Linked DNA regions of Mus musculus: all the other regions are linked to region 4. A link is a contact called in public ChIA-PET, Hi-C and HiChIP or PLAC-seq data. All regions are on one chromosome and are shown on one strand. The core of a region is the stretch at or near the end of the contact, and the rest is flanking DNA. Distances in the headings are between cores, read along the strand shown.

Region 1 (2,700 bases), core at 43-2,542, 400 kb before region 4:
AGGTGGGGTAGAAACTACACTCATCCAACATTAAGAATACTGTGTGTTGTTGATTCTAAAACACACTCCCTTTAAGCAATGGCAAGTTTTTTCGTGACAGCTTATAAAGATGTTTGGATGCTTGTCTCCTGAGTTGGGCACCCTCATGGACGTTGGTGTTGCTGGAAACCCACGTGTTCCATGTCCTCCACTGCCAGCTTTGCCCACCTCTGCCCTGTGATGATACAGCAGGTAAGCTTTTACTAGGCAGGGGGGTGGGGGCTCGATCTTGCACTTAAAGGCTTCTTGACCCTGGACACAATAACTTCCTGCTTATTATGAATTACCCAACATTACATTCTGTTATAACAGCACAAAAGCAGCAAATCCTTAAACAGGGTGAAGTGAAACAAAAATTACTAACATTTATTGAGAGGTGCTGAGCCTCCATCTTTCAAGTGCTCAATCATGCCCCTCCCTGACACGTTTCACTGGCACCCTAGAAGTATGTAGGGACCATTTCCAGCCACCTTCTATAAATGTGGAATCTCAGCAGTGCTGGGTGATTTGCAAGGGGTAAAAGCCAGGCTTTTCAAGAAGGGCATATTTGGTAACACTGCTGCCCTCCCCAAGGTTCTACTTCACAAATTATATGCTATAGGGAGGTGGCAGCTCACAGTGGGTGGGGAAGGGGAAGAAGGAAATACTAGAGAAGACTGGTGGGAGGGAGGGGTGCCCTCTAAGAAAGGAGTGAACCAAGAAGCCCAGGGTGAGGGTGCCGGGTAGATGCAGAGGAAGGAAGCATTAGTTAGAACAACCACTTGGAACAGAAAATGTAGTAAACCAAGGGAGGCTGGCAGGGATTGGCAAGACAGAGCTGGTGCCTGGCTTCCTAACTCCACACATTCATAGCCTCCCACCTTTGGTGGTGTCCAGCAGGAAGCTTAGCCGGCAGGCCCAGGCAGTGCTGAGCCTGGTAAAGGAATCTATGCCCACTCCCACTACCCCGTAACATGCCCACCCCTCAGCAAGTCTCTCCTGTGAGGACTCAGGCAGTAAAGAAAGATCTTTGGACTCTCCCAGGCAAGGCCCCAAAGCCTAATTGTAAAGCACCCAGGTATGTTCTCATAAGTGAGTCTGGACACCACAGGACTAGTTCTATGGGCTGGGATCTCTAATTGAATACAAAACAGAAACTGAACAGCGGAATCTTTTTCATGTCTCTGTTTTTTGACTACGGATACAACGGGACCTGCAGCCTCAAGCTCCTATGGCCACACCTTCTCTCCACCACTGTGGGTTACACCCCACAGCTGTGAATCCACTTCCTTCCTAATGTTTCCTTTGACAAGTATTTCACTGAAACAGTGAGACACGTAACTAACTAATATATAATCAAACAATGGATTCTTTTTTTTCCTTTTTTTACACTTTCAAAGCTCATTTTCCTTGCTGAGTACGGTTTTGTTTAAGGCTCTATAAATTTGACTTAAAATTCTAGAAATGAAAGAACATGGGGAAAAATTAATGTTAGTCTAGGTGCCCAGACACCGAGTACACAGGTTTCAATATGCAACTATGCTGAGGTAAAATCTAGGCTACAGGGCCACTTGAGAAAGCCTTGTATAATTAGATTTCTCTAAGTGGAGCTCAGAGATCACAACTGAGAGTCTGTATTCTTTCATAGCCCCCTTTTGAGTCTCCTAACAAAAGAATCCAGCAAAGCTAAATTGGAAAATAGAAGAGTTCTTTCCTATAGCAGTCAAAATGGGCTACAACATGCAAGGAACAAGGACCTCTGCCCCAAGAGACTCTGAAGGAAAAGGAGTTTATGTGACCAGGCCCAAGGAGACAGCCAGAGGAAGGAGCACAGCCTGTGGAAGGAACCAGAGGCCACCACTGTCACAAGAGTCCATTTTATGGAGACTTGAGAAGACCAAAGCAGCTGGGTCCTAGAATCTTACTGGGAGCCACAGAGGAGTAAGAGAGACAGACAGGCTTTTTCTCTTCTGGTCCCAGGTGCTTCGGGAGCTTCAGTTACTGTGCTGACACGGCCAAGTCCAAGAACCACATCACACACAACCAGTCCTGCAAATGGTACAGGAATGGTATCAAGAAACCCCGGTCACCTAAAAATTCCACCAGAGAACTCCTAAACCTGATAAACAGCTTCAGTGAAGTAGCTGGATATAAAATTAACTCAAACAAGTCAATGGCCTTTCTCTACACAAAGGATAAACAGGCTGAGAAAGAAATTAGGGAAACAACACCCTTCACAATAGTCACAAATCATATAAAATACCTTGGCGTGACTCTAACTAAGGAAGTGAAAGATCTGTATGATAAAAACTTCAAGTCTCTGAAGAAAGAAATTAAAGAAGATCTCAGACGATGGAAAGATCTCCCATGCTCATGGATTGGCAGGATCAACATTGTAAAAATGGCTATCTTGCCAAAAGCAATCTACAGATTCAATGCAATCCCCATCAAAATTCCAACTCAATTCTTCAACGAATTAGAAGGAGCAATTTGCAAATTCATCTGGAATAACAAAAAACCTAGGATAGCAAAAACTCTTCTCAAGGATAAAAGAACCTCTGGTGGAATCACCATGCCTGACCTAAAGCTTTACTACAGAGCAATTGTGGTAAAAACTGCATGGTACTGGTATAGAGACAGACAAGTAGACCAATGGAATAGAATTGAAGACCCAGAAATGAA
Region 2 (2,700 bases), core at 146-2,645, 480 kb before region 4:
ATTTATGGTTTGTTGCTTCTAGATTTCTTTGCTTTTTCTTATCCACCATCTGCAATGTGAGAGATGTTTCTTTTAATTATCTTAATTACCCTCTCATGTTTCCTGATTTTCTTCTGATGAAAGCTGTAGAGCTATTTGTGAGTCCTGAGAACTGACTGGGAGGACAGAGTTGTTGGCACGAGCCTCATGGTATCATAATCAAGGTGAACTTTACTGGGGACCCATTTTTGACAACTTAGGCTTTTGCTAAGGTTATTTTCTAAGTCATTTTACTAAATACCTTAGAAAAGACTTTTTTTGACATCTTGGTAAGGGTAAAGACCTCAATAACAATACATGAAAAATGACGTCCAAATGGCATTGGCCTGTGTTAGGAATCTCCATTTCTCGGTGTGTTATCTCTGCTCCACCTGAGCCTGTTCCATCAGCAGGCTTAAGGTACTTGTCACACAGCTCAAAGAAGAATACAACTTGTGTATGTGGCAGGTTTCAATTCTGCTTGGGGTTTGTTTGTTTGTCTGTTTGGGATTTGGGGTGTGGAGGATTGAATCCAGGACCGCACGTGTTCAGGTGTTCTGCCTCTGAGCTCCAGCCACGGCCTGAATATTTGTTAAGCACATTTCCAATATTTTTTTAACCACCTTTCCCCTAATGTCCCCTCATCTTCCAGGTTCCTGATACCCCAAATGCTCAGCTTTCAGGGGCCTCTGCTAGGTGATCCCCAGCTTTCTCTGCCCGCTTAGCCCTCAGCTTTCTGGTGACTGCTAATACTGTCAACTGCTCTCATTCAGCTGTGCTCGTCCTGCCCATTCCTTTCATCCCTGTTGGGATTACATCTTTACCAAAAAAAAAAAAAAAACCCAAAGCAAAACAAACACCTTTTCTGGGGGTTTTAGAAGGAAAACATATGTAGATATGCACTCTACTGTCTCTAATCAAGAACCCATATTGAGTCCCTAAGTATTAAATATAAATATGCAGTTATATTTGCCCTATTCCCCTAAATAGGTCATTATTGAGAGTTTTATTTAAAATATTTCAAGAATATACAAATCAGTCTATGTAAATCAGACAGAGAAAGGTAATTAAGTTAGTCTCTTATAAATAAAATTAAGTTTGAGAAGTATTAGTCAGAATTTACTGATGTCTTCTGTGATTCACTCATGGACAGTGGGAAGGTTAGTAGAACCCACCCTGGAGCCGTGTCAGGCTTAGGTGTGCATTACCCACAAGCAGCTGGGTCAGCGCCAAGACAAGGAAAGCTGGGTTGTAAAACCAGATGTCACTAAGAGCTGCGAACTGCAAGCAGACAGTGGAGAATAACAAGGGCCCTGCTCATCAGGAGCCTGAATAGTAAACAGGAAAACAGGGTGCAAGCTGTAAAGTACAAGTGTGACTCACCGTGCACTACGTGGAGAGCAAGTGTGACTCATGGTGCACCACATAGAGAGCAAGTGTGTCTCCCAGTGCACCAGGAAAACAAGAGGAGTGCACCAGCTGAGACATGAAGAGGTGCTTTGCAGAACAAACTAGACTTAGCTCTTCATTTACTATTGGTATAGCTATAAAACTTAATGTGAATATAAATAAAAAGCTCTTAAAGACATATTTCTTGTTACGTAAAGGTACCATAATCTGTTCATAAGTTTAAGGGCTTTTTGATAGCAAGTATTAGTCATAGGCCATCCTGGGTTTCATCATGACATTTACACCGTCTTACATCCTCTATCCTTCCTTTACTGTCCCACTCTGCTGCTCCTTTCCTTCTGCCAGCTAGTCCCCTCCTTCCACATCCTTTCTCCCCATCCCAGCCGCCCCTCCGTCGGGGTGTGTGGGTGTGCGGGCGGGCAGGCAGGTGTTTAGGATTGTTTACAGGAGCATGGGTGGTGGAGTTAGAGTTTGGGCAACTAAATTAGTGGCTGCACTACCAAAGAATAGCATAAATCAAGTTCTTAATGTCCATAATTAGTCTTGGTTAAGGTTTTTATTTGATTCTAAAGGCTTGTTTGTCTTTGCTTCTGAGGCACATAGTTTTAAATATTTATATGGCTTACAAATACTCTTGACATTAATTGGCTCCTTAGTTGATGCTTTTTCATCTGTTTGAGTGTTTTACCTTTACTTTCATGTATGTATGTACTCTTATTTCTCTAAAATTTTTATATAAATACTATTAGAGTAAAATTTTATTTTCGGAACATGTAGCACTGTCCCAGCTATTATGTAGAGAGCTTCGGGATTTACCTATAGAAATTTAATAATGTAGAGAAATGCAATGAAGTAAATGAAAACTTTAAAACACACAGTTTTGTTTTTTAATTGTTACCATACAAAATTGAAAAGTTATGTTCTTATCTAAAAGTACTGTTTCTGAGTAATCTTGATTTTCATCTTTTTTATCCTTTCATGTTTTTCAAATTTGTTGTAATCATCTTACTTATGAAATAAGAAGAAAATATGTTATTGAATGTGTACTTTTGGATAAGAAACATGATCTAAGAATAGGAGATATTTGTGTGGGGTCAGATTTTTACAAGCAACCCCTGGGAAAAAATGAAATCCCCTCCTTGACAGCATGTGTTGCCGTCTTGTCTACAGGTGACAGAATTGGTCACTTCTCAACATTTTGCGCAAGCGTAAGAATTCATGCTTGTTGATTTGTTGTTCTTCCTAACCTGTGTTCTTACCTAGAGTTTTGTA
Region 3 (2,700 bases), core at 151-2,650, 360 kb before region 4:
TTGGAAAATCTCCCCAGCAACCACAGCTGGGGCCAATCTGGAGTTACTGCACCTGCATTAGAATCCTTCCTCATTTCCCACCCATACCCATTTCTTGTGAAATCAATCATTTTACATTGTTTAGATTTGGAAATCCTCTACTCTCCCTTCTCCTTTCCCACCCCCCTGAGGGCCTATAAAAACTGGGACCCCTTTCTCCTCTGGGTCAACTCCTCTACCCCTGTGTGGGATACGAGTCATCCCAGAGCTCTGGCTTTCCCAGAATAAAGCCTCATGTAGTTTGCATCAAGTTTGGTCTCTTGTGAGTTCTTGGGGGGTTCGCTATTATCCTGAGACTTGAGTGAGGGTCTCCCTTCGGAGGTCTTTCATTGGGGGCTCATCCGGGATTGGCGCGACCACCCACGTCTCCGAAGACCCACTTGGAGATGAGATTTTTTTTTTGTCTAAAAATATTTCTGTGAGCTGGCAAGGTTCAGTGCTGAAATTTGCAGCCGCAACATTTTGTGAGAAATGGAGACCAGAGACCAGCGCCTCAGGGTGAGGCACGGAGTGTGAACAGCAGACGTGCTAGAATCACTGGCTGTGCTGCTCTGGGGGTTGCCCCGAGGGAGGGGAAGGACTTCGTCTGGGGCAGGGAGTGAAGAGTCAGTAGTCTTTCTAGATTGGAGGATTTACGCATTTTCCCAACCTTTTGCATTTCTGAGTTGGTTTTGTCTGTCCGTTAGAAGATGGGCATTTGTCAGTGTGTGTTTGTTTTTTGTCTGTTTTCAGGCATTTGTCAGTGTGTGTGTGTTTTTTGTGTCTGTTTCATGTTTTCTGTGATATTGGATGATAGGACAGACTGTAACGACCCACCCTAAGTTTGACTTTAGACCACTGGACTGAAGTTAGATCAAGGGCCCATAATAGATCAGTAGAAATTAAGAACGGATCTTGGCAGACTTTTTGGGCCTCCGAGTGGCATAAAATGGCCACTGGAGGGGACTTTTGATTTGACTCTTATCTTTGAAGTTAAAGCCATTGTTTTTCAGAGCGGACCTGGGTCCTACTCGGATCAACAGCCTTACCTTATCCAGAATTTACTGCCCCCCCTCATGCATCTCGGAGCCCTTCTCCCCCCCGCCCCCTGCTGCTCCTGTGCGCGCAGGTGGGTCAACACAGCACCCTCACTTTCTGCCCTAAGAAGCAGTGAGCACAGCAGCAGCGGCAGTGTGGACCCTGCCTGGACCAGCACGCTTTCTGGCCCAGTGGTGAGAAGGCCGCTCCCCGGGCGAGCAAGTGAGCAGCCCTGAGCCCGAACAAAAGTGAAACCAAAGGTTCTGCCCAAAACCGAGCTTCCCCTTCAACCCACAGCTCCCCTCAAGAGGAGCCTCCTGAGTAGCCACAATCTCCTCCCCCTCCACCCTATCTTCTACTCCCACTGGCAGCCAGGACCCGGAGTCGATGAGCCCAGAGTCCCCCAGCACATGCGCTCTTGACACCACTTCTGCTTTTCCTTTGCAAGCTGTGGGTGACCTGCCTGCGGACATGAAATCTCTGCAGATCTGTATAATTAGAAAGATAACCATGCCTCCTTTCCGAGAATCTGGCCAGCCTGAGGGGGCTGGTAAAGTCTCTTATGTTTTCTCATCAACCAACTTGAGATGATTGTCAGCAGCTCCTCCAGGTTCTGTTTACCGCTGAAGAAAAAGAGCGCATTCTCCTGGAGGCTCAAAAAAATGTTCCCAGAGTGAATCGAGTCCCAACCAACCTACCTAATGAGATTAACACTGGGTTCCCTCTAGACCGGCCAGATTGGAACTACAACATGGCTCAAAGTAAGGAGAGGTTGGCAGTTTACCGCCAGGCTCTAGTCTAAAGGGAGTGACAAGACACCCCACCAATTTGGCTAAGGTAAGAGAGGTGATGCAGGGCCCTACCAAGCCCCTGTCTGTTTTTCTGAAAAGATTGATGAAAGCTTATAGATGCTATACTCTTTTTGACCCAACCTCTGAGGGTCAACAAGCTGCAGTTGCTATGGCTTTTATAGGGCAATCAGCATCAGATATTAAGAGAAAGTTACAAAGACTAGAAGAATTACATGCCATGGCTTTACAAGATTTAGTCAAGGAGGCAGAAAAGGTGTATCACAAGAGAGAGACAGAGGAAGAGAAGAAAGAGAGGGAAAAGCGTGAAGAAGAAGAGAGAGAGAGAATAAGAGGGATAGAAGACAGGAGAGGAATTTAAGCAGGATTTTGGCCGCAGTAGTAGGAGAACATAAAAGAAAGAAGAGGCCAGAGAATAGACAGACAGGGTACCTGGGCAACAGGGAACCTAGACATGGAAAAAGAAAACCTGTTCAGAAGACTTTCGAAAAGGACCAATGTGCCTATTGCAAAGAAAAAGGACTGTGATTCTAATACCAGCACCAGCTACTCCAAGAATCGAGAAAATTCAGGTGAGAAAATTCTTGGGCTCTGCTGGGTTCTGCAGACTTTGGATACCTGGGTTTACAACACTGGCTGCCCCCTTGTACCCCCAGACCAAAGAAAGAAGAGAATTCAGATGAACATCAGAACATCAGAAAGCCTTTGCAAATATTAAGGAGGCCCTGCTGACTGTGCCAGCCTTGGCATCGCCAGATCTAACCAAACCCTTCATCCTCTATGTTGATGAGAGGGCAGGGGTGGCCAGAGTTCTTACTCAGGTTCTAGGGCCATG
Region 4 (2,700 bases), core at 182-2,681:
CAAGCGATGAGGGCGCTCTTCTTGACCAGCTGTATCTGGCCTTGCGGAACTTCGATGGCCTTGAGGAGATTGATAGAGCTCTGGGGATACCAGAACTGGTCAGCCAGGTAGGCCAGAGCATCAGAGCGGCCAAGCACTGCGTAGGCCAAAGGTCTCTGTTCCTGCAGGCTTCTCTGGGATGCTTTTTCCCTCCCCACCAGCAGGCCTCCCTACTCCTCCTCTTTACTCTCATACTCTCACATAAACTGTTGCCCAAGAAGCAAACACCTGGGAAGGACCATTGCACAAGACAAGTTAAGCAGAAAGGCAGAAGCAAGCCGAGAGCCTCTTGTCCACGCTTGCTGAAAGGGCAGATTAGGAAAACAAGTTAGAGAAGCCACAGGGTCACTGCTTCCTGGGGGCCTTGGTCCTCGATGCTGGGATGGGAGACCATGTGAGCAGGCCTCAGTCCGGCCATGCCTATTCACTGAGACAGGCAGCCGCTACTTAGAAAGGACTGTTTCACACACAGGTAGCAGAAGCATCTTAAGTGTGACTGCAGCTCACCAAACACTACAACCCTTATGTGGGTGTCGCCCGTAACAATTTTAGGATGCCAACCACCCTAGTGAGCCTAGTTCTCTCTCTGCTCCCTCGTTAGTTTATTTGAAGAAGTAACAGACTTTGTCTTTCTTTGATTTGAGAAAGCCCTGAGGCTGTGATAATAACCCCATGGCCCCTCAGCATCTGAAACAACCTCCTCCTGGTCCTCCTTCCTGTCCAGTGCCAGTCTCCCTGTCACAAGCATCTTCCAAGGCCAGGCTGCCTGGCCCTGCAGCATGTCACTGTGAGGATAGTGATAGTCATCGAAGACTCTGGAACCTTAAAAACAGTCATAATTCCCAGAGTTTAGCAGACACAGGTGGGAGTTCAGACTTGTTGATTCATATTGAAAACAGCAGAATGGAAAGAAATGACTGGAGGTTGCACAGTACACCCTGACTTAAAACCAGAAAGGAAATGGGGTACCTATTTCCTGCATGACTGGTCGGCTTCGCCTTTAGCTTCAGCTAGAGTTCAGCTTTTCTGCGATTATCCTTGAGTTTATGCAGGTGACATTCTTAAATGTCCTTGGAGTTCCTCAGTGACTGGAATACTTTGAGGGACTTTGGAAGCGGGGGTTATGTTTTAAGAGATTAGATTTTTAAGAAATTTAAGAGATCCCAGCCCAACCTAGGCTCAAATTTATGGCAGTTGACCTGTCTTGGCATCTAAAATATTGAAATACTTTTTAAAAATTAAAACCAGTATTACATCATTTTGAATGCTCTCCTCAGGTCAGTCACCGTGTCGTTTAAGCTGAACTACAGACGGCATTCTTAGGGGCAGCGGTGGAAATGTGGTGTGCATGTATACTGTAGATTAGCCAGAGTTGCATACACAGTATAGAAATAAAGTTCTTGTCTCACAAACATCCCCAGAGCCCAGGAAAACCACCAGGCTCAGTGGTACACACGTTACCCCAGCAATGGTGAGTTTGTGACGGTGGAAACAGGAGGATTCCCACAGCACCAGCCAGTCTAGCGTAATCAGTGAGTTCTAAACAGAAGTGAGACCTGTCTCAAACAGAGCAAAAACTAAATAGATCAATATGGAAATAACCTAAGTAGATTTTCTATTAAATATGGGCAGATGTAAAGTTCTGAAATATTTCAACAAGGAGTGGTCTCCCTGCTGGTGGTACTCCATACACACTTTTTTTTTTAATTATCAAGAGGAGAGGGCAGTATACTGACGCTGTCCTGCTGACCACAGACCACAGGCAGCGTTATCATCCTAGGGCGTCTGGAAGGAAGGACTAAGGCTGCCAGAGCAGTAACCTGATGGCGGCTTGAGATGTGACTTCTGCTGCGGCTTGCCCTCTAAAGACCTTCAGATGTCTAGTCGTGGCTTCTAGAAGGACAAGGGTATATTAGATCTTCATATTGACACTAGAGCATCGCCCTGAGAGAGCGCTAGATTCCCTATGCATGGAAACAGGACAGTCAGCCAGAAGTTTCCATGTTCAGCTCAGTAGCAGAAATGACAAGACCCCTTGTCTCAGAAACTGAGTGAAAGGGCCGCATCCCCAGAAACCCTCCAGGCTTCACACACTCGTGTGCGCTTGCTTGGGCTGGCTCCCTCTCTCCTTCCTTTCTTTCTCTCTCTCTCTCTCTCTCTGTGTATGTGTGTATCACTCACATGTGCACACACTTTTTTAAAAACTAAATAGCTAATGCAAGATGCAACTGGAATTTATGCAGCTCTCTCTGTAAAACACATATCAGCTGGGCATGGTATCACATGCCTTCAATCCAGTACTCATTGAGACAGGCAGATCTTTGTGAGTTTGAAGCTAACTCAGTCTACATAGTGGGTTCCAGGACAGCGGGACTACATAATGAGACCATGTCTTGGGGTTTAAAAAAATGCATCTTTCAGACAATTAAATTAACCAAATATATACAAACTAGTCTTGCAGATACTCTGTCAGATGCTGGTCAGGGCACAGGGAGGACCTGCTACATGCCCTTACACCACCTTCCATTCCTTTCCCTCTGTAGGTCTTTGGTAGGAGAAAAGCTGTTGAAAAATCAAATGACAAACACATTGAATATGTCTAGCATGTAGTAGTGAATTATAGCAAAGTGTACGCATGTAAGAAGTTCCACTAACCATAGA
Region 5 (2,700 bases), core at 72-2,571, 270 kb before region 4:
CCCAGCACAGAGACAGATGTTGTCCTGGCCATCTTGACTCAAGCTTTCCTCAGGCCTTCCAAGTCCACGGTCCTTAAACTGAAGTGCAGCCTTCAGAATAAGGAGCAGAAATAGCCACAAGGAGGGTGGAGCCAGCTTGCTCTGAGGGGCTTTTTGTCTGGTGATTCTGTGACTAAAGATAATATTTGTTTATCTTGTAGTTTAACTTGTGTCTTGTAATCCAGCAAGCTAGAGAGAAAAATGTGGAACTACAAGTGAGTTAGTGAGCGATCCGATCCGTCGTACAGGGTATAATTTGCAGGCCTGGGACAGGCTGCAAGAACACAATCAGCAGTTAGGAGAGAATGTGGTTTTTCTGCACTCTCTCCAAGCCGACAGAAGGATAACTTGAAAGTGCTGATTGCAAAGAGCATTTGCTACAGACTCAGCTGCTTCACTCACAGAAACAACTGTATTGGAAACACGGGTTTTTTTTTTTTTTTTTTTTTCCTCAACACTCTAAATTCCTACATAGTTAGATAATACCATAAAACTAAAATCCTTCCAGAGTGCTCCAAAGCCACAGTAAATGGAAGACTTTAAACTTGTCAACCAGACATCAGAACGTGATTAAGGCAGCTCTAATACCATGTCAGCTGTTATACCAGAGTCAGCTGTTATACCAGAGGGATGGGGACGCGTGGAGCATCAAGAAGATGGCTCAGTGGGTAAAGCCTTGCACACTAAAGTCCGTTGACCTCAGTTAGATTCCCCAGAACCCACATAAAAAATCCAGAGGTGGTGGTGCACATCTGTAGTCCTCAAACACCCACAAGGAGGCACGAAGTGAAGACAGAGGAATCACCTAGAAGCTCACAGGTCAGCGAGCTGAGTAAACAGAACCTTAGAAACAAGAGAGACCCTGCTTCAAACAATAGAGGAGGGAACCAAGTCCTCTGGCCTACAGCAGGGCACAGATGCATCAGAGTTACTAAGGTGACATAAAAGTACCAGCGAACACACTAATGATCATAAGTAAAATTAGTTATTCTCTACGACTGGAATGAAAGAGCCACTGTGTTTGCCTGTCATTTCCGCTGTTCAGGAGGCTGAGGCAGCAAGATCACGTGAGCTCAAGGGGTTAAGGCAAGCAGTGGGCATCTCAGCCAGCTCTTGCTCCCTACAGAGAAAAGACAGACAGCCAATGAGATGACTAAGGGGGAAAGGACATTTGCCACCAGCAAGCTTGATGATCTGAGTTCAATCATTGGGGATCCACGCAGTGGAGAGAGCAGACTGCAGCAAGCAATCTGCCTGACCTCCACACCCATGTCTTGGCAGGCGCGAACTTCCCCACCCCCTGTCGTACGCCCCACTCCACCTCACCCCACCCCCGCGCTCGCACAAACATACGCAGGCAATTTCAAAAGAAATACGTAGATAGAAAGAAGAGGAGAGAGAAGGGGGGAAATGGGGGAGGGGGAACTAAAGAGTTCAGGCCCCAGGATTTAGCTCAACCGGTAGAGTACTTGTGTAGCACGCATAAAACCCTGGGTTCAGTCCCCAGCTCTGCATAAAGCAGATGTTGTGATCCCTGCGTGTAATCTCCACTACTAGTGAGACCAGCCTGGGCTACATGAGATCATGCGTCAAAATAACAAGGAAAGAAAGATGGGAGCAAACAAAGCGCAGAGAAATTGCAGGAAGGAGTCAACTCGGCCGGCCGAGTCTGAGTCTGTCCGAGTCCGGCAGAGAGTTCCTCCTCCCTGCCGCTGGCTCCTCCTCGAGCTCTGGCCACAGGCTAGGCTCAATAGTATTGAAGTGGCGCCAACAGCCAGTTAGCAAAGCAGCGGGGCAGCAAATTGATTATACAGTTAGCTGTGGAAAAACCGAATTTCTTTATTAAGGGAAAATGAAATCCGGTTAATTGATGCTGCCACGACCCTACCCCCACCCCACCCCCCACGTGCCAGTTACCCCACTGCCTCTTTTGGCTCTTTCACTTCGCTGTGAGGCTGAAACGCGGCCAAAAAAAAAAAAAAAAAAAAAACCGACAGAAGCTTTACTCATTTAAAAATAAGGCAGGTTTTGAGCCGTCCCCGCCCCGCCCCGCCCCGCCCCCCCCCCCCCCCACTTTGCATGATGATTTTTCCAGCTACAATTACTGTAACTCACTCATTATAGAGGATAGCATGGCAGGCAAACAGGCAAGGGGGGGAAAAGTGTGGTAAGACAGTTGGCAGGATGTGAATTGGGAGCCTTTGCCATCTAATTTTAAGCAGTATTTATAGAGAGCACCCATAATACAGCATTCAATGTCTCACAGAAAATCTCTTAAGTAGTAGAAACATTTACTGAAGTCATTAGTGCAGCTCATGGACACCAATGAGGGAAAAAATTAATAAGGCTGCTAACTCCAAATTGAAAGGACAGGATCTAGGTGGGTACATCTTCATGGTGTGATCTCCAATTATAAAAACCACACGCCGGGGTTACCTCCAGACTCTAAGATGACACTGATGATTCACACAGTCCCAGAAAGCTTGCCAAAGATGAGCATTGTATGTACAGTTTTCCTTTCTAAGTCCTAAAACAGCTCCAGCTTGCGAGCACTTGCCAGACTCCTCCTTTGGGATCACTGGGAATTCCCAAATAGTTATAAGACATAATATAGAAAGAGTATGTATGCCCTTTGTCCAGGCTCCTTGAAAGCAACATCCT

The links. A called contact is a pair of places that touch in the nucleus more often than the background predicts. ChIA-PET counts read pairs in DNA pulled down with a chosen protein or histone mark. HiChIP or PLAC-seq counts read pairs in DNA pulled down with a chosen protein or histone mark.
Region 1: a contact with region 4 is called in an RNA polymerase II ChIA-PET map of effector CD8 T cells, with 24 read pairs. The contact joins two enhancer-like sites. A contact is called at or near these places in 1 of 15 datasets of contacts at CTCF or cohesin (pro-B cells), 25 of 484 Hi-C or Micro-C datasets (the AML12 cell line, the C10 cell line, the G1E-ER4 cell line and 19 more), 4 of 115 datasets of contacts at active chromatin or transcription factors (effector CD8 T cells, embryonic basal ganglia, large pre-B cells and 1 more) and 3 of 9 other capture datasets (adipose tissue, embryonic stem cells and liver).
Region 2: an RNA polymerase II ChIA-PET map of effector CD8 T cells shows a contact between it and region 4, with 15 read pairs. The contact joins two enhancer-like sites. A contact is called at or near these places in 2 of 15 datasets of contacts at CTCF or cohesin (large pre-B cells and pro-B cells), 15 of 484 Hi-C or Micro-C datasets (the G1E-ER4 cell line, LSK cells, brown adipocytes and 7 more), 6 of 115 datasets of contacts at active chromatin or transcription factors (Th17 cells, effector CD8 T cells, embryonic fibroblasts and 3 more) and 3 of 9 other capture datasets (adipose tissue, embryonic stem cells and pancreatic islet).
Region 3: a contact with region 4 is called in a Hi-C map of pre-megakaryocyte-erythroid progenitors, with 6 times the contacts expected there. The contact joins two enhancer-like sites. A contact is called at or near these places in 1 of 39 promoter capture datasets (embryonic stem cells), 6 of 15 datasets of contacts at CTCF or cohesin (the G1E-ER4 cell line, the NIH/3T3 cell line, large pre-B cells and 2 more), 112 of 484 Hi-C or Micro-C datasets (the AML12 cell line, the AtT-20 cell line, B cells and 62 more), 17 of 115 datasets of contacts at active chromatin or transcription factors (CD4 single positive thymocytes, CD8 T cells, Th17 cells and 11 more) and 4 of 9 other capture datasets (adipose tissue, embryonic stem cells, liver and 1 more).
Region 5: a contact with region 4 is called in a BATF HiChIP or PLAC-seq map of CD8 T cells, with 6 read pairs. The contact joins two enhancer-like sites. A contact is called at or near these places in 4 of 484 Hi-C or Micro-C datasets (the G1E-ER4 cell line, bone marrow-derived macrophages and embryonic stem cells), 13 of 115 datasets of contacts at active chromatin or transcription factors (CD8 T cells, bone marrow-derived macrophages, double positive thymocytes and 6 more) and 3 of 9 other capture datasets (adipose tissue, embryonic stem cells and liver).

Annotation. Positions count from the first base shown.
Region 1 is chr1:13,558,098-13,560,797 of GRCm38.p6, reverse strand. No RefSeq gene overlaps it. Among named protein-coding and RNA genes, the nearest start is that of Tram1, 30 kb to the left of the region's middle. Within about 2 kb of position 1,292, at least 59 of the 459 cell types and tissues checked have an H3K27ac peak or open chromatin away from gene starts, as enhancers often do. A contact at or near this core is called in the HPC-7 cell line, Th1 cells, effector CD8 T cells and 2 more, where this site is marked.
Region 2 is chr1:13,638,401-13,641,100 of GRCm38.p6, reverse strand. Lactb2 (lactamase, beta 2) reads left to right here. Exons shown (of 7, transcript NM_145381.2): 4 at 2,692-2,700. Among named protein-coding and RNA genes, the nearest start is that of Lactb2, 21 kb to the left of the region's middle. Within about 2 kb of position 1,395, at least 74 of the 459 cell types and tissues checked have an H3K27ac peak or open chromatin away from gene starts, as enhancers often do. A contact at or near this core is called in Th17 cells, effector CD8 T cells and memory CD8 T cells, where this site is marked.
Region 3 is chr1:13,512,666-13,515,365 of GRCm38.p6, reverse strand. No RefSeq gene overlaps it. Among named protein-coding and RNA genes, the nearest start is that of Tram1, 76 kb to the left of the region's middle. Within about 2 kb of position 1,400, at least 88 of the 459 cell types and tissues checked have an H3K27ac peak or open chromatin away from gene starts, as enhancers often do. A contact at or near this core is called in CD8 T cells, the CH12 cell line, the G1E-ER4 cell line and 9 more, where this site is marked.
Region 4 is chr1:13,153,777-13,156,476 of GRCm38.p6, reverse strand. Ncoa2 (nuclear receptor coactivator 2) reads left to right here. Exons shown (of 23, transcript NM_008678.3): 16 at 1-107. Among named protein-coding and RNA genes, the nearest start is that of Prdm14, 28 kb to the right of the region's middle. Within about 2 kb of position 1,431, at least 48 of the 459 cell types and tissues checked have an H3K27ac peak or open chromatin away from gene starts, as enhancers often do. A contact at or near this core is called in CD8 T cells, the CH12 cell line, the G1E-ER4 cell line and 10 more, where this site is marked.
Region 5 is chr1:13,425,647-13,428,346 of GRCm38.p6, reverse strand. No RefSeq gene overlaps it. Among named protein-coding and RNA genes, the nearest start is that of Gm39595, 4.6 kb to the right of the region's middle. Within about 2 kb of position 1,321, at least 280 of the 459 cell types and tissues checked have an H3K27ac peak or open chromatin away from gene starts, as enhancers often do. A contact at or near this core is called in CD8 T cells, the G1E-ER4 cell line, effector CD8 T cells and 2 more, where this site is marked.